2 separate regions of the Mus musculus genome follow, and region 1 is linked to region 2. A link is a contact called in public Micro-C data. All regions are on one chromosome and are shown on one strand. The core of a region is the stretch at or near the end of the contact, and the rest is flanking DNA. Distances in the headings are between cores, read along the strand shown. Region 1 overlaps Crispld2 (cysteine-rich secretory protein LCCL domain containing 2). Region 2 overlaps Atp2c2 (ATPase, Ca++ transporting, type 2C, member 2).

The links. A called contact is a pair of places that touch in the nucleus more often than the background predicts.
Region 1: a Micro-C map of muscle stem cells shows a contact between it and region 2, with 2.5 times the contacts expected there. The contact joins two enhancer-like sites. A contact is called at or near these places in 1 of 39 promoter capture datasets (cranial neural crest) and 1 of 484 Hi-C or Micro-C datasets (muscle stem cells).

The regions. Positions count from the first base shown.
Region 1 is chr8:120,048,403-120,054,377 of GRCm38.p6, forward strand. Crispld2 (cysteine-rich secretory protein LCCL domain containing 2) reads left to right here. Exons shown (of 15, transcript NM_001310635.1): 15 at 1,881-4,392. The coding sequence ends at 1,935. Among named protein-coding and RNA genes, the nearest start is that of Zdhhc7, 50 kb to the right of the region's middle. Within about 2 kb of position 2,774, at least 93 of the 459 cell types and tissues checked have an H3K27ac peak or open chromatin away from gene starts, as enhancers often do. A contact at or near this core is called in muscle stem cells, where this site is marked.
Region 2 is chr8:119,705,778-119,712,120 of GRCm38.p6, forward strand. The region is part of intron 1 of Atp2c2 (ATPase, Ca++ transporting, type 2C, member 2); the gene reads left to right. Among named protein-coding and RNA genes, the nearest start is that of Atp2c2, 8.9 kb to the left of the region's middle. Within about 2 kb of position 3,429, at least 117 of the 459 cell types and tissues checked have an H3K27ac peak or open chromatin away from gene starts, as enhancers often do. A contact at or near this core is called in muscle stem cells, where this site is marked.

The DNA.
Region 1 (5,975 bases), core at 1,524-4,023, 340 kb after region 2:
GACCGGGTGTCACAAGTGCCTGTAACTTAGCTCTGGGGGTTCCGAATCCCTCTTCTGTCCTCCTGGGCATGCGTACACATAGTGTGCATGCAAACACTTGGGAACACACATGAAATAAAAATAAGTTTTAAGAGACGACAGAAAAGTAGAACCAAGTAAGTAAGCTCGGAGAGCAGGTTGTGTGGCCACCAGCAAGAGGCCTGGCTAGGAGCTGGGCGTTGTTGCTCGCCTTTGATCTCAGCACTCTGGGGGCAGAGGCAGGCAGATCTCTGAGTTGTAGGCTCTCCTGGTCTACAGAAAGAGTTCCGGGCCAGCCAGGGCTACAGCTGTTATTTTCTGTAACAACAAAATCCTGGCTGTCTGTAGACAAGAGAGTGGCCTTACAGGAGACCTCTGTGACCAGGCCCTAGACCTGTGAGAAGATAAACTTCCTCTCAAAGGAAGGAAGGAGAGTAATAAAGAGAGGTAGGGTTCAGGTTTGGAAGGGAGGAAGAGAGGCCGGAAGTCTAGCTACAGAATGGGAGAACAGTTTTCCAAATTGTGTATGTACTAAAGGATTTCATAGCTCGTGTGTGTGTGTGTGTGTGTGTGTGTGTGTGTGTGTGTGAGCATGTGTGTGCCTGCAAATGGGAACGTGGCCTGTGTGTGAACTCTTACAACTCAACATTACGGTAACCCAGTTGGGGACTTTGGAGATGAGACTGGGCTGTATCTCGGTGGCAGAGTGCTTGCCTGGCATGCACAGGGTCTTAGGTTCCATCCCTACTACCACGTTAAAAAGAACTGCCCACACCAGGAAATCCATCTGCCCAGCCATGCTCCAGGGACAGCTTCTGGACCAGGGAGAGTCACTCAGCACACCAAAGCAATGGAGATGCAGATTCAGGCCAGGGTACCCAGAGTATCTGCACAGCGGCCATAAGACAACAGCTGTCAGTGGGGCTGCAGAGCATCTGAAATGCTCAATGCATTGTGGGTAGGCACAGACACAATGTGGCCACTTGAGAAGCCTTTAAAAGGTGAATGTAGGTTGATAGCAATCCACCTCCCAAGCTTACACCTCTGATGGTGGAAAGCACATGTCTTCCAGAACAGACAAATTCACAGAGGCAGAGGTGCCAGCACAGAAGGGGGGGAGCCGGAAGGACCCCTTTTAATGCTTCCTCATTTCGTGGGTGTGTATACCTAGGTGCTGGTGTAGAGGCCAGAGGACATGGCTGAGTTTCACAGGGCAGTATAGTTCTGTAACGGTGTTTTCAACATCTGGTTGAGAGCTAGGAACGTAGTTCAGTGGCACAGTGCTTGCCTAGCTGGCCGGGCATGCATGAAGCCTGGGGTTCAATTCCCAGCATGGCATAAACTGGGGGTGGTGGCACTTGGGAGGGGAAGGCATCAGGATTAGGAGTTCAGGGTCATCTCATCTATATAACGAGTTGGAGATAAACCTAGGCTGCATAAGGCCCATCTCAAAAACCAACCAAGGGCCTGAAGGACTTGTCTCCCATCGGAAGAATGTGGTTTTGATTAACCGTGTGCCTCTCTTGATTCCTCCCCTGTATGTACCGACAGTAACAATAGCCCTGCCTGGAAAGGATAGCAGACCCATGATGGCATATTTGGGTAGCATTCGGGTGTGTGTTCCCTTCAAGCCACCCCTTAAATCATCTGTCAACCAGATGTCTGAGACAGGTGTCAGTAAAACCCAGAGAGTCGCTCCGCAACCTCAGCCTGGGCTCACACCACAGCTTCCTGTCGGCACATGTGGGCTCGTCCAGCTGGGTGTGACTTCTGTGGGCTCTGACCTTACCACATTGGCCCTATCGGCCATTCCTTTGCCCACAGCTTTCTCTTCTAACTTCCTTCTCCCTCTTCTCTTGCAGCCTGAACACTCCTCAGAACGGAAACGCCTTCCGGATCTTCGCCGTCAGGCAGTGAATTTGGCGACCTGGGGAGAAGGGGGTGTCATCTACTGGGATTCGGGGTCCTGCTTTTTATCTGTACTTTGTCCTTTGGGGGTGGGGGGTGACAGAGAGTCAGGAATCTTCCTTTTGGTGTCATTGAACGTCCTGGGCCTCCATGGCCTTTGGTGAGGGTGACCGAGCACCTTCCCCCTCATGAGCAGCGTGCCGTGGAGTCTCTTGGCTGGACAACCAGTGCCCAGGCTGGCCAGGTGGCGGTCCCCATCTGGTGGCTCACCTCCTCTCAGGAGCTGCTCACTGAGACACTCCTTGCCATGTTTTCTTTGGTGGTGGAGGGGGAAGGCTTTCGAACCCTGAGGATACAGGTTTGAGATATGTCATGAATGGGGCTCTTGTCTGGGTGACAAGAGTCGACAGCTATAAGGTTACAGTCCGTCCTACCGACAGAGAAATGGGGTCTGTGTTTGCTGGTCAGACAGATGGGCTGCAGGGAGAAGCCCCGAGCAAGACCTGGGCTCTGCCCTGGTGGTGTCTATCCGTGCTCACATTCCCCAACCTTTTTGGCAGTCACGTGCTTATAAGTCCAGCAGAGCTGGTCTATTTAAAGTTGGTAGCACTCCAGAGATTTATCTTGTCTTTGTCCTTGTCTGTGTGGCCTTTTCTCACATGACCTTTGGTCTCATGGAGGACCAATACATCAGGAGCCTTCCCTACCATTCCCTGACCCTGTGGCATCTGCCCCACCCTCAGCAGATCTAGGTGTCCTCCTCTGGGGTTTGGCTTTGCAAGAGGCTCCAGGTCTCAGATGTCTTCTCACTTCTTAGAATAAGGGCTGCCTCCCAGCCGCCGTCAAGAGTGACAATTGAACGTCACTTCCCCCTGGTTTGGGTGACCTAGTTTTTAAGCTGTGGGAGGAGTAGATTCCTGGCACATTCCTCATGGGGGTTAATGGAGTGGCCTGTGGTTGTAAAACCACCCATGACACACCAGCCACCAGAAAGAGGGGCCCGGGACACACAGGAAGAACCCCTCAGTGCCTGCCAGCATCCCCAGGCTCCAAGAGTGTGGTGAGCCCTGGCTCCCATCACTTAGGAGCCTGGTCCAAACCCACTGTAAAATGAAGCATGCTTCTGTAAACAGCTTTACTCTAGAGAAGGTGGAATCCCACCCCAGTCCTGAGCATGGGGCAGATTGCCGGTGAGTGCTAGCCAAACACAAACAGGGTTGCGTGCTCCAGCCAAATATTTCTTAGACCAAAAAAAAAAAAAAAAAAAAAGGGAAGGGGGTTAAAAAATAAAACAGAACACCATCCCCCCAATCAAAAGGCTGGGGAGGTGGCTTGGTGGTTAACAGATCTTGTTGCTCTACCGGAGGACCTGCGCTCAGTTCTCACTATTCACAGGCCGTTCAAGAGATCTCTGGTCTCCACAGGCACCACACACATTCACAGGAGCAAAGTACAAATGGTTCTTTAAAAAAAAAAAAGAAAAGAAAAAAACCCTAAGGGAGTCTGAACAAATCTCTCCCCCTAGTTGGGTTAAATGTTTATTTGTTTGAGACAGTTTCACTATGGTAGTCCAGGCTGGCCTTGACCTCATTATGTAGCCCAGGCTGGCCTCCTGAGTGCTAAGATAGCTTTTCCCCAATCCACCCCTTCTGGGGAGATTATAAAAAGCACACAGCCTTGAACCAGCTCTAGTCAGCCTTTCACTAGGCTGTTTCTGCCTCATGGGTGTGGGTGTGGTGTCTTTGAGGGCATAAACTCTTCCACTCCAGATGTTGGAGCAGACATCTGCGCAGTCTGTGGAAGGGGACCTCTGGTTGCTACCAAACATCTGGGAAACTTCCCGATACAAGGAGTGCTGCCGTAGGACCCTTCACCAAGCCAGCAGGGCAAGGCTGACGTGGTAAGGAAAACCATACCCCTTCTGGGTTTCTAGAATGAGCAGCCAATCCCATCTTCAGGGAACTTGCTGTGTGAGTCTGTACTGAGGTTCTCTGAGTTCCCTGGCTGCCCTTCCATCAGGCACAGAGCCTGGCCTAGCAGCCTCGATCGATCACCTTCATCAATAGTTTGAAACTGGAGGAAACAAAACCACAAATGACAAGACCTTACATCAGAGCCCTTCTGACCCTGTGTGTCCATCCATCAGCTCTTCCTTAAAGTGACCACGCCCACACCAGCTGCACATCCCCCCAACCCCCCCAGCTCCGGCCTGGTCCTGCGTTGGGTGAGAGTTTCCATTTGCTTCCAAGCTGTGCCCGGTCTGTTCAGAGGGGTGTGCCGATTCTCCATGATCTGTAGGCTTTCTCAGCCCGCAGTTTACTGTGTGCTTTTTTTTTCTATGAAAAATGATATATTTTACAACTTCCTATGTACAAAAGTTTATTGTAAGTTTTTGTGCTTCGCATGAACAGGGCCACACTGGTTGTTGCTATGGTTTCAATAAAACGGATTTGATTTCTAACACATACTGGTAGCACATCTTTTCTTCTTTTCTTGTCTAGACACGTCATTTGTGAACTCGTTTGCCTTAGGTCCCCCACAAGCTCCAAGCAGTTGGGAGGCCCAGGTGGCCTTATGAGGGACCTCAGAGACATGCCTGGGAAGCAGGATCAAGAGACTAGTGACGTAATGAAGTGTAGGTTCTGGCAAGCAAAGCAGGGATGAGATGCTGTGCTCCTCACAAGCCCAAAGACCGCACTCTAGCAGTGAGAACCACTGGGTCTTTTGTCAGGGACCTGCTGGTGAGAGCTGTAAGGAGAAGAGTGAAGACTGGGGAGTGGCTTTGATGACAGAGCAGGAGGTGGGCATCCAAAAGCAGGGTGCAGGTAGGGCTTGTTTCCTGGAGGCCTCATGGTTCATGGTTTGTGTCCACTCGCTATGCCGTCCATGGCAGGGCCTCTGTATGTGCCCCTGGCATCATTTCTGTGAAAAGAAGTTGTATCAGGACCCCACATCCCAATATGCCCACTTCAAGGGTTAGAAATCCAACATACGAGAATCCAGGACGGGATGTGAAGTCCCAAACTGGCCTGTTCTTCAAAGCGTTATCCCAGGGACAGCTCTGCCACCTTACTGGGCTTCTCATCCAGGGACCCTTCAACCTAGTGTTCTTCCTTCTTAGACACCCATGCTGGGAACTGTTGCATATGGACTGTGCTTACCACTGCATGCACATGTACACACACACACACACACACACACACACACACACACACCAGGTACTGGGCCAGAATGCCTGCTGGCTTCTCACCCTCTGCTCTCTACCAGAGGACACTGGCCAGATCACCTGAGCCAGAGGCAAGAAAAAAGTCATGGAAGGACCACCCTACCCTCACCCATAACATCTTTGCCAGAAAAAGTTCCTGGTTGCCTCTTGAGCCTGCTTTGGGGGTTTTCTGTTGTTTAATATTTATGCACAATTTAATGAGTTTTTATGTAACTCTGTTGATTGATTCCTTGGTTATTTGGTTGTTTTGTGGGTTTGGCTGATTGGTTAGTTGGTGTCTTAGTCAGGGTTTCTATTCCTGCACAAACATCATGACCAAGAAGCAAGTTGGGGAGGAAAGGGTTTATTTGGCTTACACTTCCATACTGCTGTTCATCACCAAAGGAAGTCAGGACTGGAACTCAAGCAGGTCAGGAAGCAGGAGCTGATGCAGAGACCATGGAGGGATGTTCTCTACTGGCTTGCCTCACCTGGCTTGCTCAGCCTGCTCTCTTAAAGGAACCAAGACTACCAGCCCAGAGATGGTCCCACCCACAAGGGGCCTTTCCCCCTTGGTCACTAATTGAGAAAATGCCTTACAGTTGGATCTCATGGAGGCATTTCCTCAACTGAAGCTCCTCTCTCTGTGATAACTCCAGCTGTGTCAAGTTGACACAAAACTAGTCAGTAGAGTTGGTTGTTGGATTGATTGGTTAGTTGATTGTTTGCTTGTTTGTTTGTTTGTTTGTTTGGTAGGTTTGGGTGACTGGTCAGTTGTTGGTTAGTTGATTGGTTGGTTGGTAACTTGGTTGATTGGTGGTTGTGTGGTGGGTTTGGTCGATTG
Region 2 (6,343 bases), core at 2,179-4,678:
GTGTCTACATTCTCTTGTGTGTTGAGAATCTTGTCACTAGTGCTACCAGGTCTGTGCTAAGAGACTTAATTTAGTAAATTCTCAGGCAGCCTGAAGGTCCTGGAGAATGTATGACCATGACACCATGGTGTCTGTTTAGTCCTAACGCCACAAACCTTGTCCTGAAAGGTAAAGAAACCTAGAGTAATCGCTGAAGCCAGGATCGACACAGCTGAAGTGTTTGGTGTGTGTCTATGCATGGCCGGGGATGGGACTAGAGCTGGGATTTGGGTTTCCCAAGTATGAGTGAGCACAAGGCTATCTACCAAATGGATAGGTAGATCCTTAATAACTCCTTAATAAGTCAGCTACTCCCATCAGGCTAGGAACTTACCTGTCTCATGCTCAAAGCAGTCTGGCTTATAAAGGAAGAACCTCAATGTTGGAACTCCCCTCCTGCCCTGCTGATGACCAGTTGAAATGAGAGCTGGCAGAAAGTGCATCTGGAAACCTCCTAACTGGGACACACTGGGCCTTAGCCAGGGACCCTGGCTGAGTGAAGAGCTAGCTAGGGCTTTGCAGGAGCTGGGAGAGGTGGCTGTGAGTCTGAGCAGCTCTATCAGGACAGACCCCAGCCTGTCACATGAGGAGCCAGTGGGAAGCGGGAGGGGGGGACAACACAGGCTGTCATTCTTGGGCATCCCCACTCCCACTAGTTCCTGGCAGAGTTGCTTTGGTTCAGTACCATAGAGTGAGGGGCTCAGGAAAGGGGCTCGGCTCAAAGTGGTTAGGGCTGGTATGAGGGCAGAGCTGGCTGTCTTGTTCCTGGGATTGGGTGTGAAAGGAAAATAGATCCTTGTGCAAAAAAAGGAAGAGAGTGTTTCTGTCTCCCATTGTCATGGCTTTTACAAAATTTATTTTATTGGTTACTGCGTATATGTGTATCAGGTGCACGTTGGGCACAGCACACATGTGGGGGTCCTAGGACAACTTTGTGATGTTGGTTCCATTTTTTATATGGGTTCCGAGCTTGCAAAGCAGATGTCTTTGCCCACTGGTGAGCCATCTCACCAGCCTTGGGGGTCTTAAAAAGCCATGGTTAGTGGACAGGGGACGAGGGTGCCACAGCACATATAGGAAGGTCAGAGCACAACTCTGGGAGTTGGTTCTCTTGTTTCACCATGCAGGTTAGTGACAAGGCTCCTTTACCCACTGAGCTATCTCAATAGCCTTGTCTTGGGTTTGACTCTTCCTTAGGATTGCACTTTATGGATAATTACTAGACATGTGCAGAGACTCCAGAGAGAGGAAGGTCAAAGCTACTGGAATAGTGGGTGATGGGAAGTGGAACCCTGGATGAGCTGAGCCATCCAGCCCCACACTGAGCATCTATTTTTGTTCCCTTGAACTTCTTCCTTAGGTGGGATGGGATGGCTTACACCCAGGAAGCCTCAAAGTGGACATGTCTTGGGTTCTCATTGAAAAGGAAGGGGAAGATTAACACTGAAGCACAGTCATTGTCTGTCCAGAGGGGAAGGGGAAGATTAACAGTGAAGCACAGTCCTGGTCTGTCCGGAGGGGAAGGGGAAGTTTAACACTGAAGCACAGTCACTGTGCAGAGAGGAAGGGGAAGATTAACACTGACGAACGATTGTGTCTGTGCTGCCTCAGGCTATTCTGAGCAGTTTCTGTAGTGGTTTAAACTACGCGTTAAAAAATTATTTCGTGCATGCGGAGGTCAGAGGACAACTTACGAGAATCAGGTCTCTCCTCCGACCATATGGGTCACAGGACCTTGGTTTGACACCAAGGATCTTTCTTTCCTCGCTGAGCCATCCCACCCATCTCCTTAGAGGGCTTTGGACCTGTGGAACTTTGAGAATGACAGCAGGCAGGGAGCTCAGTACCATTCAGTGGGGCCTGCGGTCACTATGGCTTCCAGGGCTAGAGGGCTGGGGTCTTTCTCAGCTTCCTGCCGATGTCCTGTCTACAGGACCTAGCTGGGGGTGGAGGTTCAACAGTGTCGCTGATGGGTACAGAGGCCCCAGATGAGCCAGCCCATCCTTGGAGGAAGTTCTGTGTGTCTTACTGGGAGCCTGGGATGGAGGAACCAGCTCCTGGCTCCTCCTGAGCTGGAGAACACCATCTCTCTTGTCCCATCCTGGTCATTCTCTGAGGGCATCTTGTGTCCTGAGCTACTAAGAACTCCAACTGACGGACCACCCTCAGTGACCTTGCTTCACCCCAGTGCCTTCTCTTAAAGTCCTGACTGCAGAGAAGCCATATCCTGAGGCTGGAGTGGTGGTGGTCATGGGAGGAGAGGCCGTAAGTTCCTTACGGAAACATCTCCTGAGGAGTCCTTGTCCCCCCAGGAGCTGCAGCCACCGAGGGAAACCCATGGAGGATGTACAGTACTTGAAGTTAGGCCACGCCCCCAACTGTCCCCACATCTAGGCAGAAACTGCTCTACTGCAAGGCATCTTCCAGAACTTTCTGTTGACCTACTGGAGGGAAGAGAAAAGCAAAGCATGATCAAGTGTAGACAGGGGAGACATGCCCACGACTTGTGACTCTGGAAACTTCCAGAACCAAGGTCATCATTGCATCCATGATCTCTCTGAACAGCCACGTGTATGAGGCCTGGTTAGTTTGTGTGTCACCCACAAGACCACTCATGTATTCCCAGGGCTGATAAGTCTTTGCTTCTAGGCAGGTCAAATGTGTGTGTGTTGGGGAGTCTTGTGGGTATTGGGGGGTGGGGGTCTGACCTGAGACCACCCCCTGGCCCAGAGTTCCAGTTGCAGTGCCTGGCAGACCCATCCCTTCCTGGTGTATGAGGGAGGCTGAGGTGACTCATTTGGTATCTCCCTGGGTTCTGCTGTGTAAGGAGACACTTGGTCATAAGAATCAGTAAGAGTCGGATTCATTGCCAGGCTTCTGGGTTCTTCCTTTGCCCTGTCCACAGGCTCCTCATAGCTTTTAGGCCGCGTTAGCGGAGTCTTCATGGTCCTTGCACGTCCGCAGGCCACCCCTCAGCACCTGTGGAGAGCGATTTTGGAATGACCAGGAAGTTGTACTGACTAGCAGCCCCAGGGAGCGTGTGAGAAGTGCAGAGGCTTGGGCCTGCTTCACACCTCAGACACTGACACGGGAGGGTGACTCTGACACTCCAGGCCTCAGCTGGCCTCGGTTGCTCTGGTGCGCCCCGAGACCCAGCTCAGGTGCTCCCTGGACCGTGAGACCCACTTGACAGATTAGCAGCTTCTCATTGGTTAGACATCCTCTTCCTACCGCTCCCTCTCTGGAGTAAGTGAGCAGAGCGCCTGCCCTACTATAGAGTATCTGGAGGTAGGCCCGATGAGGGAGGGTGGAGCAGGACAGACAGACAAAGCCTGTGCTTCTGCTGTGCTATGGATGCTTTCTGGAGGAGGGGGTGGGGCTCGAGGAACCGGAGACTTGCACTTGGCCAGCCGCTCCTGAGTCACACACCCCACACACAGGCCATGGAGCCAAATGCATGGTCATGGTGGCGGATCCCAGGGGAAATGAAGTCTCTCTCTTCCTCCTCTGTGATCTGGGAGGTGGCTGTGCTCCAGGAAGCCCTGAGGGCAGGTGTCTCTGACTCACACACACACACACACACACACACACACATTCTCTCTCTCTCTCTCTCTCTCTCTCTCTCTCTCTCTCTCTCTCTCTCTCTGGTTTCTGCAGACTTCCCTCACAGCTGCTCCTTCCCAACCCCTCCCCCAAGCATGGAGGCAGTGAAATGTCCCGTGCACCCTGCCTTCTCTTCTCATTACATTCTGCCTGAGCCTCTTGTTCTTAAGTGTGGTCTCTGGAGTACCTGGGACTGGACGTGACCCTTCCTGCTTTGTCTTCCCATTTCCCCCCCTTTCTATACCTGTCCTATTTTTTCTCCTCATGAACCCACAGAAAATCTCAATGGCCACAATTCCACAGCTTCATTCCCACCACACACTTTGGCCCCATTTTCCTCCTGGGGCACTGTTAGCGTCCGTGTCGCTGTGTGACAGCCGGGCTATGGTGTGCAAGGGCGTTCTGGTTCTTCGCTATGAAGACTGTGGGATATGTTGCAAGAGTCTCTGGCCCAGGCTGCTTTCCTGTAGACTGCATTGCTCCACCCAGCCCTGTGAGAGCTTGTGTAATGCCTTCACATCCCCACACCTGAACCTACCCTCTGTGCAGTGGGGTAAATGGTGCACATCTGAGGCGCCTCCTGGGGAAGCGTGATTAAATAGAAGATTAAATATTTAGATCATTAAGTCGCGATTAAGTATTAAGTAGGGGGTGGAGCATTGAGGGCGCCACCTGAGGGCTGTTCATGTGTATGTCCCCACACACACCTGCATGGAGGTCAGGCCAGAACCTGAGTTGTGTTTGTCCCTCAGGACATCATATTTTGTCTCCCACTGGCCTGAAAATTGCCAAGGCTTCTAGGCTGGCTGGCCAGAGAGGGATTCATCTGTCTCTGCCTCGAACCTGCCTCCTTCCCAGGACTGCTTGGTGTTTTGTTTTGTTTAATTTAGCGAGGTTTATGGAAATTTAACTCGGATCCTTATGCTTATAAGACTCAGTCCCCGTTGTTAGTCTTTAATTATAGGTAGGTGTTATTACATGTCTCTGTCTACCTTCAGTGAGACATCTCAATTCCCCTGCCCCTCAGCTCCCCCAATGTTCTCCTCCCCCAAATCCTGCACCATTGCTAGGCAGGCATATTCACCTTGGATGGTGTCTATACCTAGCTAGGTTCCTTTCCCATTTTGATCTCTTAGAGGGGGTCCCAGAGGTCCCGAAATTTCAAGAGCTTGTCTATAGTTAGACAACTTGCCTGGGGATTTGAAGGCTGATCCTCTAACATGTAAGTTTTACTTCTCTGTGCTGGATATTTTTCTCTTAGGCTCCTCAGCCTCTTTTCGAACTGTTTTATGCAACTGGCCCCGTGGACACGGACTGTGTGTGAGTGAGTGAGTGAGTAAGCCAGTCACTCTTCCTGTCTCTTCCTGGCCAGATGAATCCCAGCCCTCAACACTGCTCCAGCCAGGGACCTGGGACCAAAGGCTCCCAAGACCAGGGATCAGAGATGGAACCTCACTGAAGTTAGGGGTCTGATGCTGCCCACAGGGAGGCCCTAGGCATTGAATGGAAGAGGCAGGCAAGTTTTTCCCAGGGCTGGAGGAAAGCCACCTTTATCTATTGGTCTCCAGAAGAGGTGGCCTCACGACCAGCCGGTAGAGCCTGAAGCTGAAACCAGGGTGGGACTCTGCTTCCAGGAACACAGGCTTGGTGCTTCCTGGAGTTGCCTTCCCTGTCATCCTGGACCCAGCTCAGGCCTTGTTACTTCCTGCTGTGCAGGTCACAGCAGGTCTTAAGGAAACCCACCTTGTATAGCTGATCCCAGAAGGAGTGGATGACCTGGAGCTTCCGGCTCTGTCTGTGAGGCAGGGCGGTGGACAGGTGGCACCACTGCCCAACAGGAGGTAGGCTCAGTGCTCAGGCCTCCTGATCCTGGGACACCACTTGCCCCCTTCAACAAAGTGGTCACTGCGAATCACCAACCTTTCGGACAGACTTGGAAGCCGGTACTCGCCGGCTTGGCAGCTGTGCTGGACCAGATGTGCTCAGTAAATATGCAAACTGGGTCTGCAGCCGTAAGGGGGACATGTTTGGAGACCAATAGACAGACACTGAATGTTCTTCATCCAGATACTTATAGTTAGTACATGTCTATGCTGACCACCTCACCTTCACCCTTGCCACCCCTATTTGGGCACAAATTACATGATGATCCATTACCCTAAACACTTGAAGATGTTTATTCTTAATTGCAATAAAGATTGTATGGTCCTCTCTGTATCTCCACTCAGCCTCGGGCACATTCATGTGGCCTCACTGGGGTCTGGAACTTCCTTGTCACCTGCTATATGCAATGGTTCCTTGGTTTTCCTGATCTTTCAGGTCCCTGGCTGTCTTCCAAGCTCAGTAGAACTTTTTAGTTTTTCAAGTCAAGGTTTCTCTGTGTAGCCCTGGCTGTCCTGGACTTTCTTTGTAGACCAGGCTGGCCTCCAATTCACAGACATCCACCTGCCTCTGCCTCCCAAGTGCTGGTATTAACAGTGTGTGCTACCATGCTCATCTGAGGTCCCTGAAGATCTTAAAGATTCCAAGCTTATAACTTTGTGGAATATTCCCCCCATTTGGGCTGGTCTGGTGTTTCCTCAGATACACATTAGGTCTACTCTCTAAAGGGCCTTGTGGAGGGTGTGTGTGTGCTCACTGTGTGCTGAGGTCAGCCTTGAGTTGGGCGTTTCCTCTATTCCACTTTCTGAAACTGAGTTTC